5 separate regions of the Mus musculus genome follow, and regions 2, 3, 4 and 5 are each linked to region 1. The links are chromatin contacts, called in public ChIA-PET, Micro-C and promoter capture Hi-C maps. All regions are on one chromosome and are shown on one strand. The core of a region is the stretch at or near the end of the contact, and the rest is flanking DNA. Distances in the headings are between cores, read along the strand shown. Region 1 holds the start of Gls (glutaminase). Region 2 holds the start of 1700019D03Rik (RIKEN cDNA 1700019D03 gene). Region 3 overlaps Gm17767 (predicted gene, 17767). Region 4 holds the start of Inpp1 (inositol polyphosphate-1-phosphatase). Region 5 overlaps Inpp1 (inositol polyphosphate-1-phosphatase).

Region 1 (2,629 bases), core at 79-2,578:
TGTGCTTTTAAAACAATTTTATCCTTTAAAAATCTGTCCACCGCACAGAAGACATCAGACAAGCCATCACTGGTCCCGATAGGAACAGGTGGTCCATGCTGCGTTCCTCGTCCTCTAGGCCACATGTCCCTATTCCGCCTAATCTCATTTCTGAAGCATTATTTCCGGTGGCCCAGATGGCTCTACGCACGCCAAAACGATCCACCTCAGGAGGATTAAGAACCCAAGGCCACATCTGGCATCCAGTGGGATGGTGGTGGAGGCTTACAGAATGGGGGAACTGCGGCCTGGCAAAAAGGTGAATCGGGAAGGTAGAAGCTCCGCTCTACGCCCGACTCCTCAATGTCACTCGGGAGAGATGGAGGTTCGCGTGGCATCACCCTCGCAGAGCCGGGGCGCTGAGCACGCGGCGCGGCCGGACAGCAGCCTCTGCCCGGCAGGGGCTTCAGCAGGCAAGACCCTCCCGGCGCTCACCCGTCACCCCGGGGCGACTCGCGCCGGCCACGGAGGGGAAGTGGGAGCAGGCGAGGGGCGCGGGCGGGGCCGGGCCTAATCACATGGCACAGCCGTCGCAGGCCGCCTGGCATCGCTTTCTTTCTCTTCCGCGAACCTCCGTTGCTAAGCCGCACCGCCACCGCCCACCGCCCAGGGCCCGACCCCTCCCCTCAGCCTCACCCACGCAACTCACTTGTCGCCCGCGGCCACCATCTCCTTGCCCTCGCTGTTGCCGAACGCGTCGGTCTCCCCCGGGCTGTCCTTGGGGCCCGGGGCTGCGGGTGGCGACGCCCCTGGCTGCTGCTGCTGCTGCTGCTGCTGCTGTGGCGGCGTACCCCCCTTCCCCAGCTCCTGTAGGATCTCCGAGGGCGAACTGGACAGGCCGCCCGCGCCGGGGCCCTTCGCGCGGCCGCCCCCGCCCCACCACGGGTGGAGTCGCGCAGCGGCCACCAGGCCAGCGGTCGGCCGGCTCCCGCCCCGGGGGCGCCGGCACAGCGTGCCGAGGGGCTGCGCGCGCCGCAGGACGGCTCCGACGGCGGCGGGCGGCCTTAAGAGCAGCTCCCGTAGCATCGCCGAGCCTCGCAGCCGCATCATACCGCCGGCGCCCGCTCGTCAGATGAGGATGCTTGGGGCGTGGGCGGCCGCTCTGCTCCCGGAACCGTGTCCCGCACGGCGGGGAGAGGACTGGAAAGAGAAAAAGTCCGGGACGGGGTGTGGCCCCAGCTCCGCCGCTCCCGCCGCCAACGCCGCCGCCCTCGCCGCCGCCGCCGCCCAGCCTGCAGCCAGCCGAAGTTGCTCTGGCCGCCGCGAGCTCCGCACTGAGACTGACGCTCAAGGGAGGGCTGGAGACATACCAGGCTCACCAACCGGGGGCGGGAGGACGCTGACGGCCTGCCCCCTGCAAGCTCTTCCATTGGCTCAGCCTGCCGACCTCTCTTCTGATTGGCTAGAGAATCGGTCAAATTTGTCTCCGCGCCCGTACGCAGTCCCGCTGGGTCCTGGAGGGCGGGGAGAAGGACGACTGACGTGTGTCAGCCCCGCCGACCGCTCTTCCCCCTTGCCTCGGGCCACCTGAGGCCAAGCTGGGCGAGGACCCGTAGCTCCGGAGTCTGGCCATTCACCAGGCAGGTGCGCTCCAGGGAAGCACGTCCTCCAGCTATTGAGGAAGCTGGAGTGCGCCTGTTCAGGCCGCCCAAGGCTGGAGGGAGGCTGGCGGTGGCAGATCGTCTGGTCCAAACCTACTGCTCGCCCCCTCGGTTAGGGGAATGTGTCCGCCCCTCTGAAGGCATCGGTTCTGCCAAGGCCGCCCTGACTAGCTTCATCCCTCTCCCAAATGTGCTTAAAACTTTCCATGGTTGGCTACTGCCCAGAAGCGAAATGTTTTGGAAAAAATGAGCAAAATCCTTTCAGCTATGCAACTTAAGACATTTAGAACGTTTGAGCGTAGGAACAACGAAGAATAGAGAAAAAGCCAGAGTAAGGGTGGATCTCTTCTATCTTCTACAAGATTTCTCCAAATCTTTTGAACGGCGATTATTTCATTAGTACCAGTTGACTTGAAAGCAAAATACTGCAGATCCTTTTTCTATTTTAAAAGCCATTTTAAAATAGAAGCATCTGAATACCATGTCTCAAAACTGTTTCAGCACAGCATCACCTCATCCATGTATCCTTTTAGATGTGTGTGCATCATATGTTTCCTGAGTCTGCACACATATACCACTCAGGACTAAAACCGCTTTTTAAACCATTTCCTGAAACAGATAGGCTTAAATGCATAGATTCACCAAAGTTAGCAGGATATGTAATTCACCAGATTTAGTAATCCAATCAATCTGTACATGTTGAACGAGATTAGTAACCAAAGAATCTGACTGTGCCTACAGGCTTGTCATGCTCAAGTTTTTGTTTTGTTTTCAACCTGCTCTTTAGATAAAAATAAAAAGTGTGAAGGAAATGACCTTGTGGGGGGAAAAAAAGCCAGAATTTTATATTACTTGGGTGGCTTTTATTATTGCTTAAGGTTAGTTTGTCAAAAATATTAATATTAGTGAATCAAAGTTATATATTTAGGAAAAACAATACATTCTAGGGGAGAGATAGCAAATGTTACCCTTAATAATATCTAACTTTG
Region 2 (2,629 bases), core at 71-2,570, 720 kb after region 1:
TTAAAGTTTTAGACTTTCTTTTCAAAGAGAAGTAGACATCCTGAATGTAATCTTGGAAGTTGAAAGGTTGTTGGCTGGGGCAGGACTGAGGAGACACAAGCAGAAGTCAGCTCAGTGTAAACACGGCTTTTCTGACAGGAGCAGGATATAACTCCAAACACTGAGTTCCTCACACTGAAGTGGCCAATCAGAACCTGGCTTCTGGCAGCAGTGCTGTGTGGACAGCATACTGAAATTGCCTGAGGGCAGACCACAGTTTAAAGTACCCTTATTATCTCATAATGTACCTACAGTTATTTTTCTTACACAGCAAAAAGAAAAAAAGAAAGAAAAGAGTAAATATGAAGTTACTATTTTTCCCAGAACCTTTCTGCTATACTTAATACCATTTCCCATCCATACATACAAGATAGCTGTGTCAGGAAATAAAACCCCTTTCAAAGGAAAAACGGATTTTCTTGACTCGTGCTTAGCTATATTATCCCCCTGAAATTTTGCCAAAAATCTCCATCTCATATATACGGGCAGTGACGGATCTTTAAAAAGAGGTGGACAGTTTACCCACTAGTTTATGTTGTTTTGTTACCTTCAGTAAAAGATGGGGGAGGGGTCAAAACAGCAATAGAAGAGAAACGACTGGACTGCGTCTGGAGCTTTCTCTGGTAGCTGGGCTCCCACTGTCTATTCTTTCATTTCTCTTTCATTTGCATCATTTCCCCTCAGGATTCAGCCTCCCACAGCTTCCAAGAGTACAGACACTCTGCTAATCATGTGCCACTCAGCACAAGCCTGACAGCTTGACTTGTGCATGTAGTGTCCTTACCGGAAAACCTCCATTCATTCTTCAGGTGGGGAGGAGGATGAACCTGCATCTTGCAATGAGCAATGAAATACTTTAGTTTGTGGGCTCGGAACAAGATCAGAAGATGGAGCTAAAGGCTCAATTAAGGAACCTAGGATGTGAGGTTGTGTCCAGGACAGCTGGCTGTGAAATGTTAGATAAAATTAACTACTGCAACTCCGGCTTTCCTGGGTTGGAAAGTCAAAAGGTCACAGCATCGGAGCAGGACACCCACCTTCCAGATGTTCACTTACCCTACACTGCAGCGGGCCAGCTGCACCGCCATCGCAAGTCTGCGCGGCCTCGGCCGAGGAGGCGCGGGCGCTTGGCTGTTCTCATGCCCCTGGCCGCAGCCCGGGCTCCCAGGGTGGGTGCTGCCCCCCAGGGCGGGGCCTCAGGAAGGGAGCCGAAGCCTGAAAAGGTGCGGCATGGCCGGGCAGCAGAGACAACGTCTCCCCTGGAGTAGGGCGGACGTCCTTCGGCAGTGGTCCCGGCTCCTCCCCCTGCACCCCTCCTAATCCACCCCCCTCCTCCCAGAACTGCTCACGAGTTCGCGGCTCGCTCCCTGAAAGTGGAGCCAAGGGACCCGCGGCTACGGAGCACAACCCTCAGTGTTGGCACCGCCAGGGGCTACCCCTGCCCAACAGCATTGGGTTCCAAGCACAACCAAAGGGATCCGAAGTGCTGGGCCACAGCTCGCACTCCCACCCGGCAACCTATTCACACACGGCTCCACCTCCCCAGCAAGATCCAGACCACCAAGTATGAAAGCTAAGTGAGCTTGTATCTCCCTCTCCTGCCCCACATCCCCAGAGCCACCTGGACTGAGACATCACCTGATCTCTGTCCACGTGGGAGCAGGCGCGGCTCGTCCGGTGCTGCAGCGTGGCGCCAGCCCCGCAGGTGATCTCCTGTCACCTGCCCCGGGGCCCTCCCCTGAAGGCTGCGCTGCTCCAGTGCCAGTTTAGCAGTCAAACCTGTTTTGATCCCAACGCCACGCCTCGCAGCTCTACCCTAAGACACCACCAGACCTAAGTACTTTGCCCCAGTGCACTCGGAAGTGCACCAAGCACTTCTAAATTTAAAAATGCGTCCAGTATTGCACTTTTCTATCCCCGAGTACCCAAATATCGAAACGCTTGTTTCTCAAAACAAAACATCAAGAAAGATCATATTCTTACCCTTTAAGGAAACAAGCGCCTCAAAACATAGCCATTATTCAGTTAGACCTCATTCCATGAGATGCCTGCATCTGTCTGTGTGATTCCCATCGTCAGTAACCGCCCCAAGAGAATGACAAAAGAACCATTATTCCATCCTGTCCTACAATGGATTGTCAATGCAAAATTCATGCCCCAAGGGACCTCAGCAGAACTCTCTCAGTTCCTTGCTTTACAGATGCAGATGCTTAGGCTGAGCCCAGCCTTAGGATTGGGGGGAGGGGGGGGCGGGGATGCAGAGATGAGTGGATTCCTGAGAACCCACAGCCAAAGGGGCAACCTTCAGGTTTCATGAAGGACCCTGACTCAAGTAAATTAGGTCCAGAGCAGTTGAAGATGCTACCCAAGGGCACACACACACACACACACACACACACACACACTTCAGCACTTTCCTCTCTCCCCACTCCTAAAGAAAAGCCTGAAGCCTATAGGCTAACATAAACAGGGCCTTTTGGAGGTCCATTTCAGTAAAAAATTAACTCAGAGAGCAAAGGATCTAAGAAGTCCCTCCAGACCTAGCTCAGCTTTAAGTGAATCCAGCATTTTAGTTTAGTTCTGTGCAAAT
Region 3 (2,629 bases), core at 50-2,549, 650 kb before region 1:
GTGTATTTCTGAAAGTTGGTGGTACTGACATTTCAATGATTGTCAGCCTCGGAGATATGCAACCAAAGGCTTTGGTCACACTCTAAAAGATACGCATTCCTCTAAAGATGTTTCCTTTGTCTAGAGTTGTTTATATACACAGGGCAAGATGAATGAAAGCAAACAAGATATGAAGCATATCTAGAGCCCACACACCCATAATCAAATTAGAACATGCGGCTTATCTGTCTGACAGTGAGGAGCATACTGACCCTACACATCCCTAGGCTACCCCTTAGTGCACTGATGCATTGCACTATTTTCATCTGTGTTGAACGGGCAAATATATTGGATTGACCCTCTTGCTGAGTACATGGATAGCTCAATTCAGTTCAATTGAGCAAGTCAGACAGAGTGAGCATTGTTGAGAAATGGAAGATAGAAGATGGGCTCTATAAACTGGGTGGCACTTACTCAGGTTCTGTGCCTCCCCGTTCTGTGATTTAGGCCAAATTACTTTTATCTCAAAGCTCTGATTGATTGATCTACACAGTAGGTATGTGGGGACTTTGCTCCCAGATTAGCTGTAAGAATTTAAAAGATCCTATTTACAAAGTGCCAGAAACCTAATGTGATAAGAACGCTCATTGCTATCAGGTGTTAGGGGTATTGAAGGTTGGTAATCTATATGCCTGTCATTCATTACTACCTAACAGGAACAAAGAACAACAACAACAACAACAAAAACAGCAACAATAACAAAACCCACATAACTGATTTCAGCTGGGTGAATCTTAGCAGTAGGTTGATGCTGATCTGTTCCGTAGTTCTCTAAGGGCCACTTAGAGTTTGTTTGTGCCATGGTCTTAGCAGGAAATATGAGGGGAGAAGCCTCACTAAATGAACGCAGCCCAAGCACGCTATGTATCATGAACATTTCACAGAGGCAGAAACATGTCCTGTAGCCAAAGCCGAGGGATGGGCAAGGTACTGAGCCTGGTGCTTCAGAGCAACAATTAAGTCACACAGTTTAAACAACCAGAGGTAGGTCAGAACCTGGAGGAATGTGGTTTTTTTTTCCTCTCAATTCTTGCTCCCAGCTATAATGGTACAACGTAAGCAAGTCGCAGATGGTGTTGTGGTTTGGATCTGGAATGCCTCCCAGAGGTATATGTGTGAAAGCTTGGTCTCTAGCTGTGGCAGCTAGCAGGAAATGACAGAAACGTTAGGAAGCAAGGTCTGGTTGGAGTAAATAGGTCATTGGGGTTGGGCCTTTTGAAGCATGCTGGAGCTCCAACCACTTCCTGTCTTTCTGTTTCCTGACAGCTGTAAGGTAAAGGGCCTCCTATGTCACAGGCTTTCAACACTGTGGTATTTTGCTTCACCTAATGCTGAGAAGTAGTGGTCCAGCTGACCTTGGGCTGAAACCTTGAACTCAGAGAAGCCTGTCCTCCTTTATATTGTATGTCACATGTTTTATCACAGTGACAAAGCTGTGACATGGGTGGAGTTCTGTCATATACACAGGGGGAAGGCACAGAAAGCTGCTATAGAAATTGTCCTGTAAGCCTGATAAGGTCAGATCTCCACCCATTTGGGCTTCTCTGACAGCTCTTTGCATCAAAGGTTTACTATCGTGGCAGATTTACCAACATTTTGGGTACAAAGGGCTAACATTTGACCAAATCTGAACCTTTGAGACTCTTGAACCCTGTGTCTGCAAATCAGCCATGCCCGAACAAACACGCAACAAACCCACAGTTACCATTATCAATGTTAACAATAGATTCATGAAATACTAATAAACAGACTTTTAAGAATACCATTTGGCAAAATTGTTGGTGTTTATCAAAGTGTAAGAAGGAACCAGCTGGGGCTGGAGAGATGGCTCAGTGGTTAAGAACACTGACTGCTCTTCCAGAGGTCCTGAGTTCAAATCCCAGCAACCACATGATGGAGATCTGACACCCTCTTCTGGTGTTTCTGAAGATAGTTTCAGTGTACTTATATATAATAAATAAATAAATCTTTAAAAAAAAAAAAGAAGAAGAAGAAGGAACCAGCTGACATCTGGAAGCAGCTCTCCTAGGAGTCCAGTCTTATCTCTCTATCAGATACCCACTCCCACCAGGCATTCCTAGATGATAAAAGAATTGGGCCTAGGTGTTCATTCTAACTGTAAAAGACCAACATAAGTTGATGCCCCGGACGATGTTTCCTGTGTTGTCTCTACTCCTGCTATGAATAACAAGTTTCTGTTAAACTGTGTCTACAATTCCAAACATAGAATATCCAATATTCAGTAGGCATTCATTGTTTAGTCTAAGCATTATGAAGACTTCTGTGTACCTCTTATTTATTCTCTGTTGCATGGTAAAACTAAGGCTGTGCATTGGAGCTAATGAGGAATTAGAATCACCATTTAAAAGTTTGGAAGACATCACAACTGTCAGGTTTTATTCAACTTTCATTTGAGAACCAAGCATTAGAAAGTAACATCCAAATCTTCATTGTTAAGTCTTTGATCAATCAAACAAGATGAGACAGGAAAAATAAATCTATGTTAGGTTCTCCTTCAGGCTGTGTGGTTGGTCTAGCTCAACTGTCTGGACAGAGCTCCTGCCAGCCAAAGCCTCAGACTCTTTGGACT
Region 4 (2,629 bases), core at 61-2,560, 580 kb after region 1:
ATAAAAGTCCTTTAAATGTAAGTTCTTAAGAAAACAGCAAACAGGCACGTGCAGGGGTTAAAATCGGCTTTCCCGTTGCCTGTATTTTCCCTTTCATTCTGTACTTTCAGATGCCTGACTGAGGTCATCTTGCTAGTCCATCAGCCAAAAGTAGTCCCTGGGGTTGTTTTCTTCCTTAGATTGTTACCAGGTGGGTGGACCTAAGTCTTACCATCTGATTAAAACTGGGAATTAAGGGCAAGGAGCCAAAAAAGCAAAGCAAAACAAAACAAAACAGAAAGATTCATTCTGCATGGGATACATATATATTAAGAGTCCTGTCCGCACGGCCTCAAGCCGCAGTCCTTTTGACGCGAACACCCTCACACAGTGGGCAAACTTCCACGTGTTCCGGTCCTAGTTTTAAGGACAGAAATCTCCAAAGTACACACCGCGCTTGTTAACGTGTATTCCCTAGATTTTTCTTTCACACCTCATGTCTGACAGTCCATATGATTTTTACCAAAGCCAGGTTAGATAATTTAGATGACACCCTTCTATGCTGTCCACACCCACTGCCTAGACATGTCTCACAAAACCATACTTCAAAATGTAGAAAAAATATACCCCCGGACTGTTTAGTCTACACCCATCCAATGGGTCTCTAGAGACAGTCAACGTGGATCCACGTTAGAAGCATCTCTCAGGCAAACTGCTCCCCTACTTCTTGACAGCTACGCCACCTACCCGTGGAACCTGGGCCTCTGCTTCTGACCATTCTCAGATCACCTCATTCAACCTAGAGGCTAGTGGTAGGAATGGAAAGAACCGAGCAGAAGAAGCTACTCTGCGGGCGATTGGATTTCTTTCGGTGGCTTCTGCAGAGCTAAGGGGGCGGCGTGATCCGCGAGCTTAGCCTCTCGGTTCGGGGTTCGGGCTCTGTGTGGGTGGGCACGGGCAGGCCGGAGAGGCCTCGATGCAGCGACCCGGTACCTCGCAGGCCCAGGCGCCGAGGCCAGTAGCCTTCGGCCGGAGACCGACTCACCTGCCCTCTGCAGAGGCGATGGAGCGCGCGAGGCTCGCGGGGACCCAAATGCGCGGAGGTGGAGACGCTGGACACCGGGGAGGGGTGGCGAAAGCAGGAAAGCGGATTACCTAAGCGAGGATGCAGAGCCCCAAGGAGGATACAGCCTTTCCCAGAGAAACGGAAGAGGCGGAGGAGGGGCGAGAGAGGAGGAAGGGAGTGCCAACGCCTGGAGGTGGTCGCGCTGGGACCTGGCGCAATCCTCCTGTGGCGGGCACAGCCGGAGGGCAAGCCGCCAGGAAAACACCGGAGGTCACCGCAGCGAAGGCGGGGAGGCGCCCTGCCTCTCTTGGCTCCAGCAGTGCAGCCCAGTTTCTGCCAGGTCCCGGCCCCGCCTCTTTCCCCCGGGGCGGGTGGCCTCTTGCTTCTGGGGCGGGCGAGGGCATCCCACGCCAGCCAGCCTGAGTCTGGCCTCCGCGACGTCACAAGTGAAGCTTTGTCAATTTGCTTGAGAGGGCCAGAAAGGTCAGGGTTGCCTCAACCACAGTTCTTGGTGTGCATTGTTTCTTCAGAAGCACCCAAAAAGTCTTTGAGAATATTCCTCCTCCATTCATTTGAACCCTTGGTGTTATGGGTTTGACAGATGGTTTGAAGCTGTGAAGTTGGACTTCCTGCTAGAATGAGTCCCCCTGTTCTAATAGAAGCGTCTAGGTTCCTACATGTTTGTTTAGTCAAAGCAGTGTCTTCTGGACCTTATTAGTTGTGGGTCAAGGCCCAGCCAGGCAAGAAGCACATGTTGGGTGGGAAACTCATCTCTTGCTGCAACCCTTTTAAACTAATGCTCAGTGTGACTTAAAGATATAGTTGGGAGTGGTAGGTGGAAATAGAAATGGGTGGTGATGGACAAAGGGCAGCAAGGGTAAGAATTTTAAAAAGGGCAACATTCAACTTTGGGATAGAAGGGGCTCAGAGTCTCTGTGAGTGCTCTGGGCCCTTCTGTCCTGGTAAGATTTATCCGGCTTCCCTGTGATTTATTCTGTGGCTGGAACTGGGAAGCACTTCAACAATTCTAGCCTGCAGGCTTTCTCATCAACCTCTCCCCAAGCTCCCATTTATTTATGCGCAGTACTGCGATGGCACCTCACCCACTTCCATTCCCCATCCGCCTTCCATTCACTCACAGGTTCAGTGGATTCAGCCTTCTTTCTCACTTTTACTTTGTTTTGTTTTGTTTTTGGTAAGAGTCTCACTTTATAACCCTTGCTGGCCTCAAATTCGCTATCCTCCTGCTTCTGCCTTCTGGGTGCTGGGAGTACAGATGGGTGCTACCATGCCTAGATCCTCATATTGTCCTTTAGTTCCATTCTCTTAAGTCCATTCTTGGTGTTACAGCTGATATTAATTATGAAATCATATCCATGACAGCAAAATCAAGGAATAATATAAATGTGACATTTACCATAAGGAAATGGGAGTAGATTTGTATCTAGGAGCAGAACTGGGGAGGGGCTAGAGTAGGAGCTATGACTCTAGCCCATTTCTCTGCAGGTGCAGAGACCACCCTACAATACGTATCTCACTGGATCACTTGCTTGCTCTGATCTCTATTAACACTTGGAGCAAACT
Region 5 (2,629 bases), core at 60-2,559, 570 kb after region 1:
ACAAGCTTCCTTCATTTAGCTCACCAAAGCCAGGTAGTAAAGGGCATGAAAAAATATATAGTCTATGGAGATTTTGTATAATTCATGTATTCTCTTCTCACACTGGTGGTCAAGATTTTACTGAATTCTACAGTAGTCCTCAGGTTTAAAAAGTTCAATAAAGATATTGAAGTGTTTTATATTATTTTCTATCATAAAGTTCCATCCTCCCAAATTTAAAAAAAAAAAAAAGAAGGTGGGGCGAGTTATATAAAAGACGACAGAATGCCCAGTGACACAGACTTAGAAACCATTTCCTATGTTGAAGAACTCAAGCTGTCATGCTGGGCAGCGTCAATTCAGGCAACTTACTCCAGCTCTCTGTGACAGCTTCATCCCAGTAGAACAATGGCTCTAACCTTACAGAATTCTTATAGGGGTAACAAAGTCAAGTCCATGCAGCCTCAGTGAGCACTGCTTGCTGGTGTTACTGCTACGACTCAAGAAGCCTGGCTTTTTCTAGCCATTTCCACACATAGAATCACAATCAGTGTTTGTCATGACCATATTTTTATAGTAGAATAAAGGGAGAGTTCGCCTAATTCCAAGCCCATAACCAAAGCAAAACATTAGATAAATGGTTTAGCTGAGAAGCCAAACACTGCTCTGAAATAAGTGGGTCAGAGCGTGGACACACAGAAGGAAGCGTCAGTGGCCCTCGGGAGCATGTAGCTCAGTGTGCTCTGGTGCAGAGAGCATATATTATTTATTAACAAGAAACCCATCAATAAGTAAGAGGGTCAATACCATATACTCAGGTTAGGAATCTGAGCACTCTCATCCTGTTTGCTTTTCTATACTTCAATGATTTCCTGCAAAGACCATTTTAATACTGTAATAAAAATAAGGCAAGGCTGCAAGGTGTTTGTTTGGACCTAAGAGAACATAAGAGTCAGTAAAAGGCCTGCTGTTTATTCTGAGGGAACCAGAGGAAGCACGGAGGCAGGTGTCCTGCAGCCACCGTGGCCTGACCTCTTACCTTGTTTTCCATGTTCTGTTTTATAACTTCCTGCACCAGCACATCCGCCAGGGTCTTGAAATCTGCAGCAAACTTCTTGTTCTTCTCTGCACCTTTCTTCTCCTCAATGAGCAGCTGGAAGAGGGTCTCCTGCTGCCTGCACGCCCTGGCGATGTTAGCAGCCTTCTCGGAGACACAGAGCAGCTCCAGGAGGATGTCTGACATTTCTAAAGCCTGCTTCTTTCTCAGCCTCACCCACCCTCTGGCTCACAGCTGCAAGAACACAAGAATATGAAAGAGAAAGCAGTTCAGGGATGATGTCAGGGCGTCTCTCCCACTAACACATAGCTGGCAGCAACCTGTCAGGGAAGCTGACCTGCTAGTGAGTCACCGCACATTTTCAGCGTGCAAGACTGCAGTTACAATCTAAAGATTGAAACAAACGTATTTCTCAAAAGTCTTGTAAACCAATTACACTCTTAAAGAAACTGAATGTTCAGTGAAAGAAAAAGAAAAAGCCTTGAATTAGAATTTATGTTACAGGGCCATAGCAAGACAGAGTGTCACGACGTCCGAGGAAAGGCAGATTGCTACAAGGTCCTTAATCATGACACAGCTTTATCTCAATTACATTGACGTAATTCTCTTCTCTGTGAGAATGGTGAGGGATGACAATCATGCTGCCAGATCCATGTGCTAAGTGGATGAGCAGCAGGCATTGTGTCTTCCAGACTCTGAGGCCGGTCTTGGGCAAGCACTATAAAGCAGCTCACAGCCAACTCCACTCAAACATTCCAGGGACATATTCCATCTGCCACCAAGTAGCAGCCTACACACCAAAGCAAGGGGACTTACACCTTGTTGGACTTGAGAAGTTCTGTCTTCTAAGAACCATGTAGTATGCCTACATCATTATTTCTATTCTTTATTTCTTCTCTCTCTCTCTCTCTCCCTCTCTCTCTCTCTCTCTCTTTCTTTCTTTCTTTCTAGACCTGGCTGTCCTGGAACTCATTCTGTAGACCAGGGTAGCCTGGAACTCAAAAGATTCGTCTGCGTCTGCCTCCCAAATGCTAGGGCTAAAGGTGTGTGCACCACACCTGGCTCCTATCTACTGGTGCTGCCTCAAAATGCTTCTGTGGTCCTCTTCCTGTTCAAAGCCTGAGTCGTTCTGCTTCCTCTGTCGTGAGATTACCCTGCCCTGTGTGACATACAGTTTGGAAACGGAAGCTTAGAGGGTTGAGCAACTTCTAAAAAAGGTTACACAAGACTAAAACATGGGGCTCAGAACTGCCCCCACACACCCCACATCAGGTTTCTTTATTATCACAACAGTTTCCTCTATGAAAAGAAGCTTGAGGCTGGGAACCACTCAGCTGTGAAAACACTGATGTGGGGGTGTGGCAAACTGTTAGAGCCTGCTTGTCTTAAGTCTGTTCAAAAAACAATTTTTTTTTCTTCCTGAGGAAATATGTTCCTCAACAGAAATAAAGGAAAGATGACCAACACGGAGAGATGTCCCTTGTCACAACTGCAGTTGCTTTACTGCCAGTGGTCGTCTCTGGAAGGCAGTAGTAGACAGGTGCTAACTCCCTGACACTGGAAACACACAGGCTTCCAGGGAGCTGCTGTCAT

The links. Promoter capture Hi-C pulls out the DNA fragments that hold promoters and counts their contacts. A called contact is a pair of places that touch in the nucleus more often than the background predicts. ChIA-PET counts read pairs in DNA pulled down with a chosen protein or histone mark.
Region 2: a Micro-C map of embryonic stem cells shows a contact between it and region 1, with 6 times the contacts expected there. The contact joins the promoter of 1700019D03Rik here to the promoter of Gls in region 1. A contact is called at or near these places in 2 of 39 promoter capture datasets (cranial neural crest and pre-B cells), 4 of 484 Hi-C or Micro-C datasets (all in embryonic stem cells) and 7 of 115 datasets of contacts at active chromatin or transcription factors (astrocytes, embryonic stem cells and large pre-B cells).
Region 3: an RNA polymerase II ChIA-PET map of memory CD8 T cells shows a contact between it and region 1, with 18 read pairs. The contact joins the enhancer-like site here to the promoter of Gls in region 1. A contact is called at or near these places in 1 of 484 Hi-C or Micro-C datasets (CD8 T cells) and 2 of 115 datasets of contacts at active chromatin or transcription factors (memory CD8 T cells and thymic regulatory T cells).
Region 4: a promoter capture Hi-C map of the HPC-7 cell line shows a contact between it and region 1. The contact joins the promoter of Inpp1 here to the promoter of Gls in region 1. A contact is called at or near these places in 11 of 39 promoter capture datasets (the 3T3-L1 cell line, the C10 cell line, the HPC-7 cell line and 5 more), 2 of 484 Hi-C or Micro-C datasets (CD4 T cells and Th1 cells), 9 of 115 datasets of contacts at active chromatin or transcription factors (the 230-238 cell line, astrocytes, bone marrow-derived macrophages and 5 more) and 1 of 9 other capture datasets (adipose tissue).
Region 5: a contact with region 1 is called in an RNA polymerase II ChIA-PET map of effector CD8 T cells, with 39 read pairs. The contact joins the enhancer-like site here to the promoter of Gls in region 1. A contact is called at or near these places in 4 of 39 promoter capture datasets (the C10 cell line, hippocampal neurons and pre-B cells), 1 of 484 Hi-C or Micro-C datasets (Th1 cells), 6 of 115 datasets of contacts at active chromatin or transcription factors (the 230-238 cell line, bone marrow-derived macrophages, effector CD8 T cells and 2 more) and 1 of 9 other capture datasets (adipose tissue).

What each region holds. Positions count from the first base shown.
Region 1 is chr1:52,231,904-52,234,532 of GRCm38.p6, forward strand. It overlaps Gls (glutaminase), which reads right to left and starts at 1,329. Exons shown (of 18, transcript NM_001081081.2): 1 at 689-1,329. The coding sequence starts at 1,089.
Region 2 is chr1:52,951,520-52,954,148 of GRCm38.p6, forward strand. It overlaps 1700019D03Rik (RIKEN cDNA 1700019D03 gene), which reads right to left and starts at 1,321. Exons shown (of 2, transcript NM_144953.3): 1 at 1,096-1,321.
Region 3 is chr1:51,583,857-51,586,485 of GRCm38.p6, forward strand. The region is part of intron 2 of Gm17767 (predicted gene, 17767); the gene reads right to left. Among named protein-coding and RNA genes, the nearest start is that of Gm17767, 12 kb to the right of the region's middle. Within about 2 kb of position 1,300, at least 138 of the 459 cell types and tissues checked have an H3K27ac peak or open chromatin away from gene starts, as enhancers often do. A contact at or near this core is called in CD8 T cells, memory CD8 T cells and thymic regulatory T cells, where this site is marked.
Region 4 is chr1:52,816,378-52,819,006 of GRCm38.p6, forward strand. Inpp1 (inositol polyphosphate-1-phosphatase) reads right to left here and starts at 1,311. Exons shown (of 6, transcript NM_008384.2): 1 at 1,025-1,311.
Region 5 is chr1:52,798,267-52,800,895 of GRCm38.p6, forward strand. Inpp1 (inositol polyphosphate-1-phosphatase) reads right to left here. Exons shown (of 6, transcript NM_008384.2): 2 at 1,019-1,270. The coding sequence starts at 1,222. Among named protein-coding and RNA genes, the nearest start is that of Inpp1, 18 kb to the right of the region's middle. Within about 2 kb of position 1,310, at least 252 of the 459 cell types and tissues checked have an H3K27ac peak or open chromatin away from gene starts, as enhancers often do. A contact at or near this core is called in the 230-238 cell line, Th1 cells, adipose tissue and 6 more, where this site is marked.